2 separate regions of the Podarcis muralis genome follow, and region 2 is linked to region 1. Evidence: chromatin contacts called from public Hi-C data. All regions are on one chromosome and are shown on one strand. Each heading gives the region's core, a stretch centred on a gene start, on an enhancer-like site or on the middle of the called end of the contact. The rest is flanking DNA. Distances are from core to core; before and after follow the strand shown.

Region 1 (6,588 bases), core at 505-3,004:
AAATAGGCCTGCCTCAAGGTTCAATTTGTACAAGCGCTTGTCACAATATCCATTCATTTCAATGGGATGCAATAGCTTGGATTCCAAGATAACTTAATTTTCCTCATGGAATTAAGTTTCTTGTCACATCCTCCCTGCTGAAGCTACGTGAAAAATCTCTGCAAAGTCAGGAAACCCACCCACCCAACCTGCCAGACAGGCTCTTTGGGGGGGGGGAGGAAGGTAAAATTATCACTGAACTTTTTGTAGGATCCAAGCCAGAGTACCTAGCCCTTATTTTCATGTTGTTGCTGCTGCCCACTGAAATAGACACATTGGATACATAGACTAATGGGTTATTTCCAGACTCATTTTGACATTGACTTCTATGCTGCAATCCTACCTAATCTTCAATTTGAAGATCTAAAGCAACTTCTGGTCTCTGCTGTGGCATACTGTTATTTTCAGTGCATTCCCATCTTTTAAATGCCTCCCTTTTATTTACTCGGCCTACCTGCTATAGTATAAATGAGCTTATGCCTCATTTATTGTATTTGGAACCAGTCTGTCCAGTTTTCAAATGAATTTAGTTCCACCCAAGCTTCACAGAACCTCACCTTGAGTTTATAATTATATCTGGCATGTTCAAAGCAATGCAAATATCCTTCTATTGGAATCACATATAGGTAAAAGTACATACTTGTTGCTGCAAAAATGCTGGAGGTGACATTCTTCCAATGGTCTTTTTATCTCCTCAGAAGATCTATTAGACTGGCTCTCCAAGCTTTGCAGTATCTGTCGACATGAATTATGCTTTCAAACAATACTAATACAACTGTTAGCCTGGCATGGTATAGAAGTCAATAAAAAATCATGTCAATGAAAAATCTAAATTAAATAAGAGAATCTGGCTGTGTCAACTAATTTTATTCACTGAAGTAAAGTATTCCTACTCAACTGGCTTGTGCTCAACAAGTAGATACAGTATTTAACACTCCCAATGTAGACAAGAAGGGGGGGGGGGGGTTTGGCTGTGGCAGGAAGGCAATTATTTTTATATGAATGAACACTATTTGTTCAAACTTACTGAAACCTTGCACAGAGTCTATTGGCCCAATTTAAGAATGGCCAAACAATAGAGAGTTCAGATTGGTCCTTTCCAATTCTACAATCCTATGACTTTATGATTGTGTGCAGAAGTTTAAGTTGAAAAACACTTTTCACCTGTATGCATCCAGCCCATCATCAAATGTACCCCCACTACAGATCACCCTCAGTGCATGTGGCTCTCAACACACACGGTGGCCCACCTTTGTGTTAAAGTTACACGGGCTGTGGAGAGTTTGGAGTTGGCGCCAACACTAGCAGCAGGCCTAGCAGAGGCAACCCTGTATTTATGCTAATCTGCGGTTCTTCAGAATAGCCGCCATCTCGTTGGCAATGCGGAGCCCTTCATTCTCTTGGAATCTACCGCCCCCTGCAGGGAGAACTCGGCAAAAGCAAGAGACCCATCTGACGCGCGCCTTTGCGTGACGCCATTTGCCGAAGCCTCAAGAGAGGAGCCGTTGTCTCGTCGTCACTTCCGGTTTGCCAAGCAGCTGAAATTGGCGAGAGCGTCGTGCTGCCCTAAAACTTTACGTTCTTCCGCCCTCCCTTCCTCCCGCCGGCCAAACCTCTGCTTCCCCTCGTCGCAGAAAGACCAAGAGAGAAAGGCGGAGGGAGCAGAGGAGACAAGACGGAGTGGGCGGTGCCTGAGCCTCGTGAGCGGAGCGGAGCACTTTGAAGGGAGGGGGGGCAGCAGGAGGAGGAGGAGGAGGCAGGCTCAGTGGGCGGAGCCGAGCCTGCGCAGTGTTGACTTGTGCGCGAGCGAGCTTCGCACTCAGGGGGTGGCCCGGCCAAGGAAAGAAACAAACTGCCAGGTAACGGCATCTTCCGTTGTCCCCTCCCCCATCAGGGAGGAGGGAGGAGGGGGCGGCGGCGACGTAGAAAGGAGTTGTCTGTTGGGGAAGCTTGTTTGTTGGGTGATACGATGAGGGAGCGGAGACTGGACGGGGCAGGAGAGGCTGCCGCCCCACCCTTGTGACCCCTTCTCTGCCTGAGGGGGGTGGGGGGGCATCATCTGGGGCAGAGGTTTATTCCTCCACACGCCTCGTAAACCTCTTCACACGTACACACGTGAGCCTGGGTGTATGTAGAGTGTTCTCAAGGCACCCGATAGCGCTTAGGGTAGGCTTGGGAGGATTCATTTTACCACCAGAAACCATATATATTCGTTACAGCGCGGGAAAGGGCTGTCTCCCCTCAGGTCCTACTTACGAGTTTCCGATAGGCATTTCCTTGGTCCCTGTGAGAAAGGGGTACTGGGCGAGGTGGGCCGCTAGCCTGATCCAGCAGGGCAAGGGGCATAGTTCTTCGTTGCGCTACAAGGTTTGAATGCGGAAGGTTGCGGGTCGAGTCCCCAGGTAGGACTCCTCTGTCTGCCCCCCCCCCCCAGAGAAGTCTGTACAGTCATCATGTACAGTACTGGACTAGGAGGACCAATATTCAGACTCTGTCTCTTTGTTCTGTAAATACATCAGGAACATGAAATCAGCCAGGCAGTAAGACCTTTAGGCAAACCAAGGTGTACAGAAGAAGCACAAGCCACTATTTTATCTGTCCCCACTGCAGAGGATGTTGAATTGGCCGTATCTGAGGCATTGTTTAGGGAAAGGATATCTGTAAGAAGCCGTCAGTTTCGTTTATTAAAGAATTTGTATTCTGCTCTTCTGTGTTTCCCATGCATAATACTAAAATATAAAATAATCAAATGGTGATAAAAGCAACTGTTAAAATACTGTAAATCTAAAAACTTAGCAGGATTAATAAAAAGTTTCTGCCTGGTGCCAAAAGGACAGCAGTGTATTTGTCAGGTGAGCCTTGGAAAGTAATTATGTGACCCGGATGTCACTAAGGAGACACTCTCCCTGTTTGCTACTCACTATGGAGCATTTGAAATCCTTTATCAGAGAGGTTTCTTCTCAGTAACTGGCCCTAGTTAATTCAAAATACAGCTGCTAGGCTACTAACTGGTTTGTGAATAGTTAAAGACAGTCCCACGTACAATACATTACAGCAATCAAACATGTCACAAAGGATAATGTTTTAGAGCAGGTTTCCTCAACCTCGGCCCTCCAGATGTTTTTGGCCTACAACTCCCATGATCCCTAGCTAGCAGGACCAGTGGTCAAGGATCCTGGGAATTGTAGTCTCAAAATATCTGGAGGGCCGAGGTTGAGGAAGCCTGTTTTAGAGCTAAACTACAATTTAGTTAGCAAGTCACTGAGAGATGGCATTCACTTAAGATGTGAAATTGCAGTGAATATATTTCATTAAAATCCACCTATTTGCCAGAGTTTTGGAGAATAGACATGTCTCACCAATTTCTAGGAATTGAATTATGGCATTAGAGAGTGTCTTAGGTAAATTGGTAGAGATATTAACACTAATGTGCTTAAACACAGAGCAAGGTTGAAACAATATGGCTTCTTCAAAGGGAAGTTATTTGCAAACTTTGATATCAAGAATATTAGTAACCATATAGATAAGGGTTATATAGTAAATTCCATATACCTGAACTTCCAAAAAGCTTTTGACAAAGTCTGTTACCAAAGGCTCATGAGTACGCTTCACTATCAGTAATTGAAAGTTTATTGATGTAACTTGCAAGCCACTCTCCACTGAAAACTGACTTGATTGTATTACACCTATAGGAATAACTTTCAAAACACCTCTCATTGTTAATACATATTCACTAGGGCCTGTGCCAGTGATTCAAGAAAAAAACACCCTATCATGATTTTAAAAGCAAAACTAATAAGAATCATCTTCAGAAAGAAGTCCCACAGAGTTCAGTGGAACTTATTCCCAAGTAAGTGGGTATAGATTTGCAGCCTAAGGACGATGTAATTTATCAAAATGGACAGATTAAAAAAAATACTACAAGTAGGCAGTCCTTAAATAAATAATATGTGTGCCGTGTGATTGTTTCTCCTACTCTTGTTATTTGGTGGTTGTTTAGAAATGGAATTTGTAGGGAGGCAAATTGTTTCTGTCCTCCAATTGACTCTCCCACCTTAATTGCCTTTCTGAAACTGCTGTTTCTCCCCAAAGGTGCCATTTGCTGTAGTACCACCATTGAGGACAAATATCAGCATTGAAGGGCAGAATTTTCAGCAGCAAAGTGATGTAGAGGGTCAAAACCCATCCCTGCCTGTGCACTATGATCCTAATCTGGATCAAGTCCTTCACAGCTCCTACTTCTGAACAACAGCAAAAGAACCTAGGAGAAAAAAATTCTCACATTTATTAAGCATTTTTGTATTTGGGGACAGGTGTTTAATGTACTGGGGTACAAAATTTTGTCTAGCTTTCTTCAGCCAGCCATTCCTCTGTAGATTAAAAGAAGAAATGCCTTTGTTATCATGTGTTGTGGAAGTACACTAAAGGGATAATATGATTCATGTGCATCTAAAAGCTGACTATTTTTATATTTTGTAGCGGTTTTTCTGGGGGAATAATTTAGCCTACATGTGCTTCTGTACTTCTTGGAAGAATGACAGATGACAAAGATGTACTTAGAGATGTTTGGTTTGGGCGAATACCAACTTGTTTTACCCTATATCAGGACGAGATTACTGAAAGGGAAGCTGAACCTTACTATGTAAGTATTATAAACACATGTAGAACCATCATTTTGATGTTTAGTATTCGACTATACTTGAGGAACATACTGTGTTTCATCATCTTCTTGATGCTGGAAAAAATGATAGAAAGAAAGAGGAGATAATGCTTGTTAAACAAAGAACTGTTAAGGGAACTTCTTCCAGCTTTTCCATTACAGAAAATTCTTTGTGACTGGATGAATTTCCATGCTGTTATTAACTTTGTAAAATTATTTGGATGTTTTGGAAATCTTAACATTTGAAATTTACAGTTTTAGTGCCCATTAAAAAAACATTGCTTTTCCATGTGTTTGAGGAATTCTAGCCTAGATGCTGCTATGCCATAATCTGCTGCTGCTGCATTAGATTGATTCAACTTCTGTTCCCAAGAAATAGCAGCAGCCTGAAAAAACAAGGGTGAAATATTTCCCCTAAGACTTCCAAATACTCAGTAGGACAACAAAGTCCTAAGCATCCTGTTTAGAAGAAACTTCACTCTTTAAGCACAGTGTGCTTTATTTTTCTTGAGGGTTAATTGTCCTTGCAAGTAGTTTTCTCCTGTTTGGGCACAGTCCCATTTGTCCATAGGAGGAATATGTTTATTATGCTAAAAGATCATTTCTCTATGAGACCCAAGATTCTCTCTGAAGCCTTATTTAAATGGAACTTGTGAAGAAGCTGTGTTTTGTGGAATATACCTTGACTACTTTTCAAACTGCAGTCCTTAGCACACTTACTTGAATAAAAGTCCCTTTGAACTTGGTAGAACATAACTTGCATATCAACAGCCCAGTACTATTTATGTTATAAGTACTGCTCATGTGACTGAAAAGCAAGTAATATTTTTAATGTAACTTTTACATGTGATTCTTTTCATAAAGATGTGCTGTTTACCTTTCCTTTCAGCTGCTTTTACCCAGAATAAGTTACCTGACACTGGTAACGGACAAAGTGAAAAAACATTTTCAGAAGGTTATGAGACAAGAGGATATTGTAGAAATATGGTTCGAATATGAAGGCACACCACTAAAATGGTAAGTTATTTAACTTTTTGAGTATTTTAGAGTGTTAGCATCTATATTTCCTGACTGCATATTGTTCTTGGGAAGCCTAAGCAAACTGAAGTTGCCCTATCAAAATCAAAGATTGTGGGCAACCTTTTTAAAAAAGATATTAATTCCTCAGTGACGTCAATATACCAAAAAACATTTTATTTTGCACAATTAGGATTAAAGTGCTTTCCCTCTTGCTTTCTCAGTGCATGCACAGAGTTCCAGTTGTGAGCCATTCTGTCTCTGCAAGTACAAAAATGACGCTATATGTCTTAGTTTCAGATGTGTCCAACATGAAACATGGCCTCGGAGAATTGCATAAGCTTGAGAACTAGGGTTCTCCTTTCCATTAAATCAACTTGCAGTTTACAGGTGTAGAGCTGCTATGGCCTTGTGCAGACATAATTCGCTCACTGCTGAAATCAGGAGTGAACTATGAGGATTAAAAGCTCCATGCCACCTTTGGAGCTCACATTTCATGGACCTGCCTTAATTGGGCATAAGTGTTGGTATTAACAGTTGAATTGCATGCTGTGTTCCATCCTCACCCCAATTTTATTTTATATAATTTTTTAAAAAAGCTTTATTGGTTTTTCTAATGGCACTCCACTTTACAGAAATCCCAGGGTATACAATGAACATACAGCATAAGAATACACAGCAGTTTACAATACTAAAGAGGCAACAGCTTCTGTCCGCTATATGTCTGCACAGCCTGGAAAGGACTGATAATGTATTTAAGTCTGTTTGTTAGAACTGTTGCAAACAACGTATAGTTGCAAGTAATGTTCAGTGGTACCTCAGAAGTCGAATAGAATCTGTTCCGGAAGTTCGTTCGACTTCCAAAATGTTCG
Region 2 (6,703 bases), core at 3,540-6,039, 350 kb after region 1:
TTAAAAAAATCACATACCTTGGCAAAGTTTAATTACTCTTTAATAGTTTACCTTTATATACCACTTCTCTAAGTAATTCATTTTAACAGCTCTGTTGATAATTACTAGTACCAGACACTTACCTTACATTGAAGGTGAAAGAAAACCTGTTCACTCTTGTTTGTCATACTTATGTCTTTTGCAAGACCATTCAACGGTTGCATACTTTACACAAATCTCATACATTATCTGAGGAGAAAGGTCCATTTCTTGACACAATCGGTTTATTCCTCACAAGGTTTAGATAGCATTTATCTTTAAATGAGCTGCAGTCTTTTGCAAGTTCATCTGATAAGTTAACAACCCGTATTGCACTTCAGTAAATATTGTACTTCAGCAAATATTGTACAATTCACAACAATAAAGGCAAAAATAAAGTCAGTCAACAGACATGATCATTAACATGTTTTTGTCCTGCATACACACACAGCTGCAATCTTATTAGTTCAGAAGGAACAAATCATGAGCAGGAGTATATAAATGGATAAAAATTAATTGTTCCAGAAGGGAAAGGAAGGGAAAGAATAAGTGGTCAATGAGATGTAACACACATTTGCACTCTTTGTAAGTCAGAAGAATCCTCAAGAGCATGGGTAGGCAAACTAAGGCCCGGGGGCCAGATCCAGCCCAATCGCCTTCTAAATCCAGCCTGTGGACAGTCCAGGAATCAGCGTATTTTTACTGTACATGAGTAGAATGTGTCCTTTTATTTAAAATTTATCTCTGGGTTATTTGTGGGGCCTGCCTGGTGTTTTTACATGAGTGGAATGTATGCTTTTATTTAAAATGCATCTCTGGGTTATTTGTGGGGCATAGGAATTTGTTCATTATTTTTTCCCCAAAATATAGTCCATCCCCCGACAAGGTCTAAGGGACAGTGGACCAGCCCCCTGCTGAAAAAGTTTGCTGACCCCTGCTCAAGAGGCTGTCATTTTTGAGCAAGGGAATTAGGTAACTGAGAAAAAGGACTGCTTAACCCTTTCACCAGCTATTTTACTGTTCACAACCATTCCCCACACAGGGGGAAATGAGTACTTGCCAGTGTACTATGAGAGGCCTCAGACCTTCAAATAGTCTAGGCTTTCCCCAACCTGGTGTTTTCTATATATTGTTGATGGCATAAATAGGCTGAGATAGGCCAGGGCAAACTGGATGAAACTTCCTAACATTGACCTCAAGATGGAATCAGAGGCATGGGTAGGGTGAACCAATGCTACACAATGAAAATCCTAATATATTATGACTTTAACATCTAATATAATGTTTACAATGTTACTAATCTTGTCAATTCTTTTCAAAATCACTCTTGTGGAATGCCACCTTTCTGAGAAGTCTCTGTTCTCAGCACATTTAGGACTATGACCTTCACCCTACCACCACCTAGACCACTCAGAATCAATGAAGATGGCGTATATAGTCTAAGACCGGGGAGAGGGGAGTTCAAATCCTCTTTCAGTCATGAAGCTTCCTGGAAGTCCTTGAGCAAGTCCCTATCTCTCAGACTAACCTGTCATTCTGTGGATAAATGGGGTGGGGGATGGGCAAAGCATATACATCAGGCATGTCCAAAGTCCGTTTCAGTGGTCAGTTTAATCCGGCCCCTGTGGCAGTTTATTTCCCAGGGCAAAACAACTTCAATCCTAAAAAAAGGTCAACAACATTGGTTGGCCCTTTGGCTGGCCCCCACAGCCCTCACTTCATCAAATCTGGCCCTCTTTGCAAAAAGTTTGGACACCTCTGATATATATCACCTCAAGCTCCTTGGACATAAATAGTTTGTGCTACTGAGAAGGTGAAAACCAGCACTTTTGACAAATGATTTAAAGTCTCTCTCTGTTTTGTTGGACTATAACCCCTCCTGAGCATACAGTACATAGGAAACAGTGGTCAAGAAACTGACACAATAGCACTGTATACTGTCAGCCCCCACCTCAGTGCAATTAAATAAAGCCAACATTGTTGGACTACAAGCTCCCATCATCCCTACTGGCTATGCTGACTGGGGCTAATGGTAGTTAGAGCCCATCAAGATCTGGAAGAAGGACCACAGGGTTCCCTCCCTGGAGGGTGGAGGATAGCTTGGACTGCCTGCATTGAGCTATGGTCCAGAGGCTACCTGAAGGCAGCTCTGCTTAAGTTGTTGTTTAGATTGCATATACACAGGCAGAGAAGCACAGATGCACAAGCAGGGCACATCCACACCCACAATGAACATAATAAACCTACTGTTTTCAAAACCTATTGCTTACCACAAGAGATTTTGGTACAAAGGAGCAAATGCTCTGGAAAGAGTTAATTATTTCATACACTGAAAATTATGTCTATGTATGCAAGATGTCAAGCAAGAATAAACATAAACCAGTTAAAATCAATTAAATAGAAACCACTTAAGCAAGGTTAATTACTGGGAGGGGAACATCTGTAGGCACACAGCCATCAAGCTGGCTGTTCTTATCAAAATGTTCTAAACATTTTAAATACTAATGTAAAGTATTCGTCAGGGCAACCTGAGCACAATTAAGATGTTTCGACTGCTGTCAGTGAAACAGAAACAGTGTAGTTTTGCTGCCACCTCCTGATACATTTCAGAAGCACAGGTTCCATACTAATATATAACTTTTAAAAATAGAATGATAAATTAGATTAAAATGGAAGGAAAATTCTTCAAGAGTTTCTAGTTACTGATATATCAAAATCATCGAATGAAAGGTGAAGATGGAGTGACAGATCTTTAGAGCTAATTTTGTAACTCTGGTCCCACCTGAATGCATGTGGAGCAATGAATATAAACTGATAAAATTATCAGTAAGGTAAAGGTAAAGGGACCCCTGACCATTAGGTCCAGTCATGGCCGATTCTGGGGTTGCGGTGCTCATCTCGCTTTATTGACCGAGGGAGCCGGCGTACAACTTTCGGGTCATGTGGCCAGCATGACTAAGTCGCTTCTGGCGAACCAGAGCAGCACACGGAAACGCTGTTTACCTTCCCACTGGAGCGGTACCTATTTATCTACTTGCACTTTGATGTGCTTTCAAACTGCTAGGGGATTCAAACTGCCAACCTTCTGATCTGCAAGTCCTAGGCTCTGTGGTTTAACCCACAGCACCACCTGCTTCCCTCAAAGGTGTTTACTGTATGGCAAATTCAGAAAATCCCTAAATTCACTAATGGTTCCTCGTCACCCCACTTGTCACTGGAAAAAAGTGACAAGTGGGATGCCACAGGGTTCTGTTCTGGACTTGTTGTTGTTTAAAATCTTTATAAACCACTTAGATGAAGGAATTGAGGGGATGCTTAACAAATTTGTTGATGCCACTGTACTGGCAGGGAGAGCTGGTGCCGCAGAAGACAGAATCAGGATTCAAGATGACCTTAACAGGTTGGAGAACTGGGTTGAAACTAACAAAATGAATTTCAATAGGGATACATGTAAGGTTCTGCACTTAGGCAGGAATAACCAGCTGCATCAATATAAGATGGGGAACACCAGGCTTGCCAGTTCATGTGAAAGGGATCTAGGGGACTTGGTGGACCACAAGCTTAACATGAGTCAACAGTGTGATGCAGCAGTTAAAATAAAATAAAAGAGCTAATGCTATCCTAGGCTGCATCAACTGAAATATAGTGTCTAGGTCAAGCAAAGTAATAGTACGACTTTATTCTGCCTTGGTCAGACCACACCTGGAATACTGTGTCCTGTTCTGGGCACCACAGTTTAAGATGGATAATGACAAGCTGAAGTGTGTGCAGAGGAGGGTGACCAAGATGCTCAAGGGACAGGAAACCTAGACTTGTGAGGAGTGGTTGAAGGATCTGGGTAGCAGCATAGAAAAGAGGAGACTGACAGGACATATGATAACCACCTTCAAATATCAAATGTGCTGTCACATAGAGGATGGAGAAAGCTTGTTTTCTCCTCCTTCAGTGGGGAGGACCTAAACCAATGACTTCAAGTTACAAGAAAGGAGATTCCGACTACACACCAGGAAGTATTTTCTGACAGTAAGAGCTGTTAAAGACAGGGGGGCAGTCTCCCACGGAAGGTGATAGACTCTCCATCCTTGGAGGTTTTTAAGCTGAGGTTGGGTGACCATCTGTCATGGATGCTTTAGCTGAGATTCCTGCATTGCAGGGGGTTGGACTAAATGACCCTTGGGTCCCTTCCAACTCTACGACTCTATGATAAAGAAGCAAGAGATTTCTATTTCACAGACTCATGGTTTATTGTTTCACGTGAACAAGGCTAATTTATCTCTCTCTCTGAAAGTGATGGGGGAGAGCGTGTGTGTGTGTGTGTGTGTGTGTATATATATATATGCAGTCTCTTTGTATTCCTGCATTGCAGGGGGTTGGACTAGATTACATTTGGAGTCCCCTCCCTCGTTCTATGAAAAACGTAGTAGGGCGAGACTTTTTATCAGGCTGACCAGAATACCGAGCACGGCTTCTGAGTTTGCGGGGGGGGGCAGGTTGCGTAAACACCGTACATTTAAAGCACATTCCCACCCCGACCCCGTCAAGAATCCTGGGAGCTGCTGCTGCCCTGGGTTCAGGTGCGCCGGCCGCTCTCTGAGGGACTAAACTACAGTTCCCAGGATGCCTTGGGAGAAAGACCAGCCTCGAATGCATGGACGGCCTCGGCCATGCTGGCGCTTTACTGCAGGGGGAGCCGCGCGGCCTCCTTTGCCTGCTCCGCTCGCCTCTCTTGCCTCTTGCCGGAGGTGGCAGCTCCTCGCCGGCGAGTGGGAGGGCCCTTTCGCGGCTGCGGCGGCGGCGGCGGAGCTCCAGCCCGCCTGTCTTCGGCTGAAGGGGAAGCCGAGCGGCGCCTCGCCCCACCGCGCCCCTCCTCTTCCTGCACGCCGCCCCATTGCCGCCCGCTCCGCCACGGCGCCTGCCTTTCCCCGCAACCCGCCGCCGCCGCCAGCAGCATGCAGCTTTTCCAGTACCCCGAGGTGTACCGCGAAGAGACATCCGTGAGTAGCTCCCCGACCCCCATCTCCCGCCCCCCGGAGCCCCCCAACACGCCCCCCCCAGGAGTCCCGGGCAGCTCCCGGGACCCGGTGGCTTCCTGCCTCCTCGCTTCCTCCTCGGCCACCGGCGACCCGGTGTGGAAAGGCTTCCCGCATCTATCACACCCTGCGGGCTTTCCCCGTCAAGCCTGATGCGGAAATAGAGGTGTTTGAAGGGATGGGTGCAGGTGTGATGCAGGGCCGTGTCCTTTGCACACCCATCCACACACCAGTCTTTCCAACCTGGCCGGTTTGGTCTCCAACCACCGGTGTCATTTATCTCCTGCCTCTCTCCACTACTTGAGGGTGTGGGGATTGCTGGGGACGGCCGCCGGGGGTTATTTCGGCAGGTGTGGGCACGCCTGGAGAGGATCGGGGGCCACTTTTGCCACCCAACGACACAGCGTGAGCTGCAGAAGTTTAATGTTGGCACATATTTTTGTCTTGCACAATCTACGAGCCCCAAAAACAAGCACCTGTTGCTCAAGCAGGAAGACATAATTTCCTCAAATCAGATTGGCCAGTAACCAGATTGGCTTGCCTGTACAGTATATGCCCTGTAAATAGCTTTGTGCAGCACAGTGGGTCTCCACTGGGGGTGCACAATGGGCTGGGTTAGAATAATAAAATTATAGAACTTTAGATGGGAAGGGATGGTTGTGCAGCTGGGGCTGGTGTATGGATAGTGCTGCTTGGGAATTCTGAAAATCAAGTGGTATATAAATCTCTAAAAGAAACAGATGGTGTTTCCTTGCAGCAGAAGAGAAAGGACTTAACCCACACTTCCTCTTGTCCTGCTGCTCCCCCCCCCCCCAACTGGTGAAAACCACACTTCAGCGCTCAATCAAAGTAAATGGCAGTTCAGGTTTTTGATCAGGTTTTCCCTTGGAAAGGAGCAGGGCAAGGGGAAAACCAATCCGTGCATAGAAAGCATGGGGCAATCAGGAAACTCCTCAGACACATGCTTTCAAGGCATGGCACAAGCAGAAGTGTGGGTGAGCCCTGATTTAGAGCAGGTGTTGGAAGCTGTGACCCTCAAGATGAATATTTTGTTACAAGTCCTGTCATTCCTGACCATTTGCCTTGCTGGCTGGGACTGATGGGAGTTGGATCTTACAGACCAAAGATTCTCAGCCCTGGTCTAGAGAAACTACCTCTTAATTCTTTGTAGCACAAGTTCTATTAATTTGGGAGCTTCCGCTCCCAGCTTACCATGTTCTTGTAGTTTTGTGTTGGAAATCTTAACTGGAAGGTTGACAAACAATACCTGTTAACAGCTTTACTTTTCCATGATATGGAAAAAGTAGTGCATTTTATGAAGGAAAACAAAAATGATAAAATAACCAAAGAATTTGACCAGCCTTTAAATTATAGATTTAATTGTACTCCCCATTTCTTACAATCTGTGACTCTGTTCCAATTATAACATTCTCAGGCTAATAGGCTACAGAAAATAATACTTTTAATCAAATATTTCATTAGGCAGAGAAGGGTCAAGCTTGCTCTGCCCTGTGCTGGTAACAAACATTCCAAATGCCTTTTGTAAATAAAATTGCTGATCTTGTTCAGAAGTCCCTCCCAGAGTTTTACGTAGTAGAATTTCACTAGCAACAAAAGAACTTCCAGCCGTACTGCAGTCTTTTATAACCTGTTAG

Evidence for each region. A called contact is a pair of places that touch in the nucleus more often than the background predicts.
Region 2: a contact with region 1 is called in a Hi-C map of tail, with 2.4 times the contacts expected there. The contact joins the promoter of PREP here to the promoter of ATG5 in region 1. A contact is called at or near these places in 2 of 3 Hi-C or Micro-C datasets (blood and tail).

Annotation. Positions count from the first base shown.
Region 1 is chr3:72,264,918-72,271,505 of rPodMur119.hap1.1, forward strand. ATG5 (autophagy related 5) reads left to right here and starts at 1,755. Exons shown (of 8, transcript XM_028723083.2): 1 at 1,755-1,898; 2 at 4,519-4,681; 3 at 5,589-5,716. The coding sequence starts at 4,574. LOC114594009 (a long non-coding RNA gene) reads right to left here and starts at 1,503. Exons shown (of 3, transcript XR_013392286.1): 1 at 1,290-1,503; 2 at 680-774.
Region 2 is chr3:72,612,692-72,619,394 of rPodMur119.hap1.1, forward strand. It overlaps PREP (prolyl endopeptidase), which reads left to right and starts at 4,790. Exons shown (of 15, transcript XM_028723064.2): 1 at 4,790-5,012. The coding sequence starts at 4,968.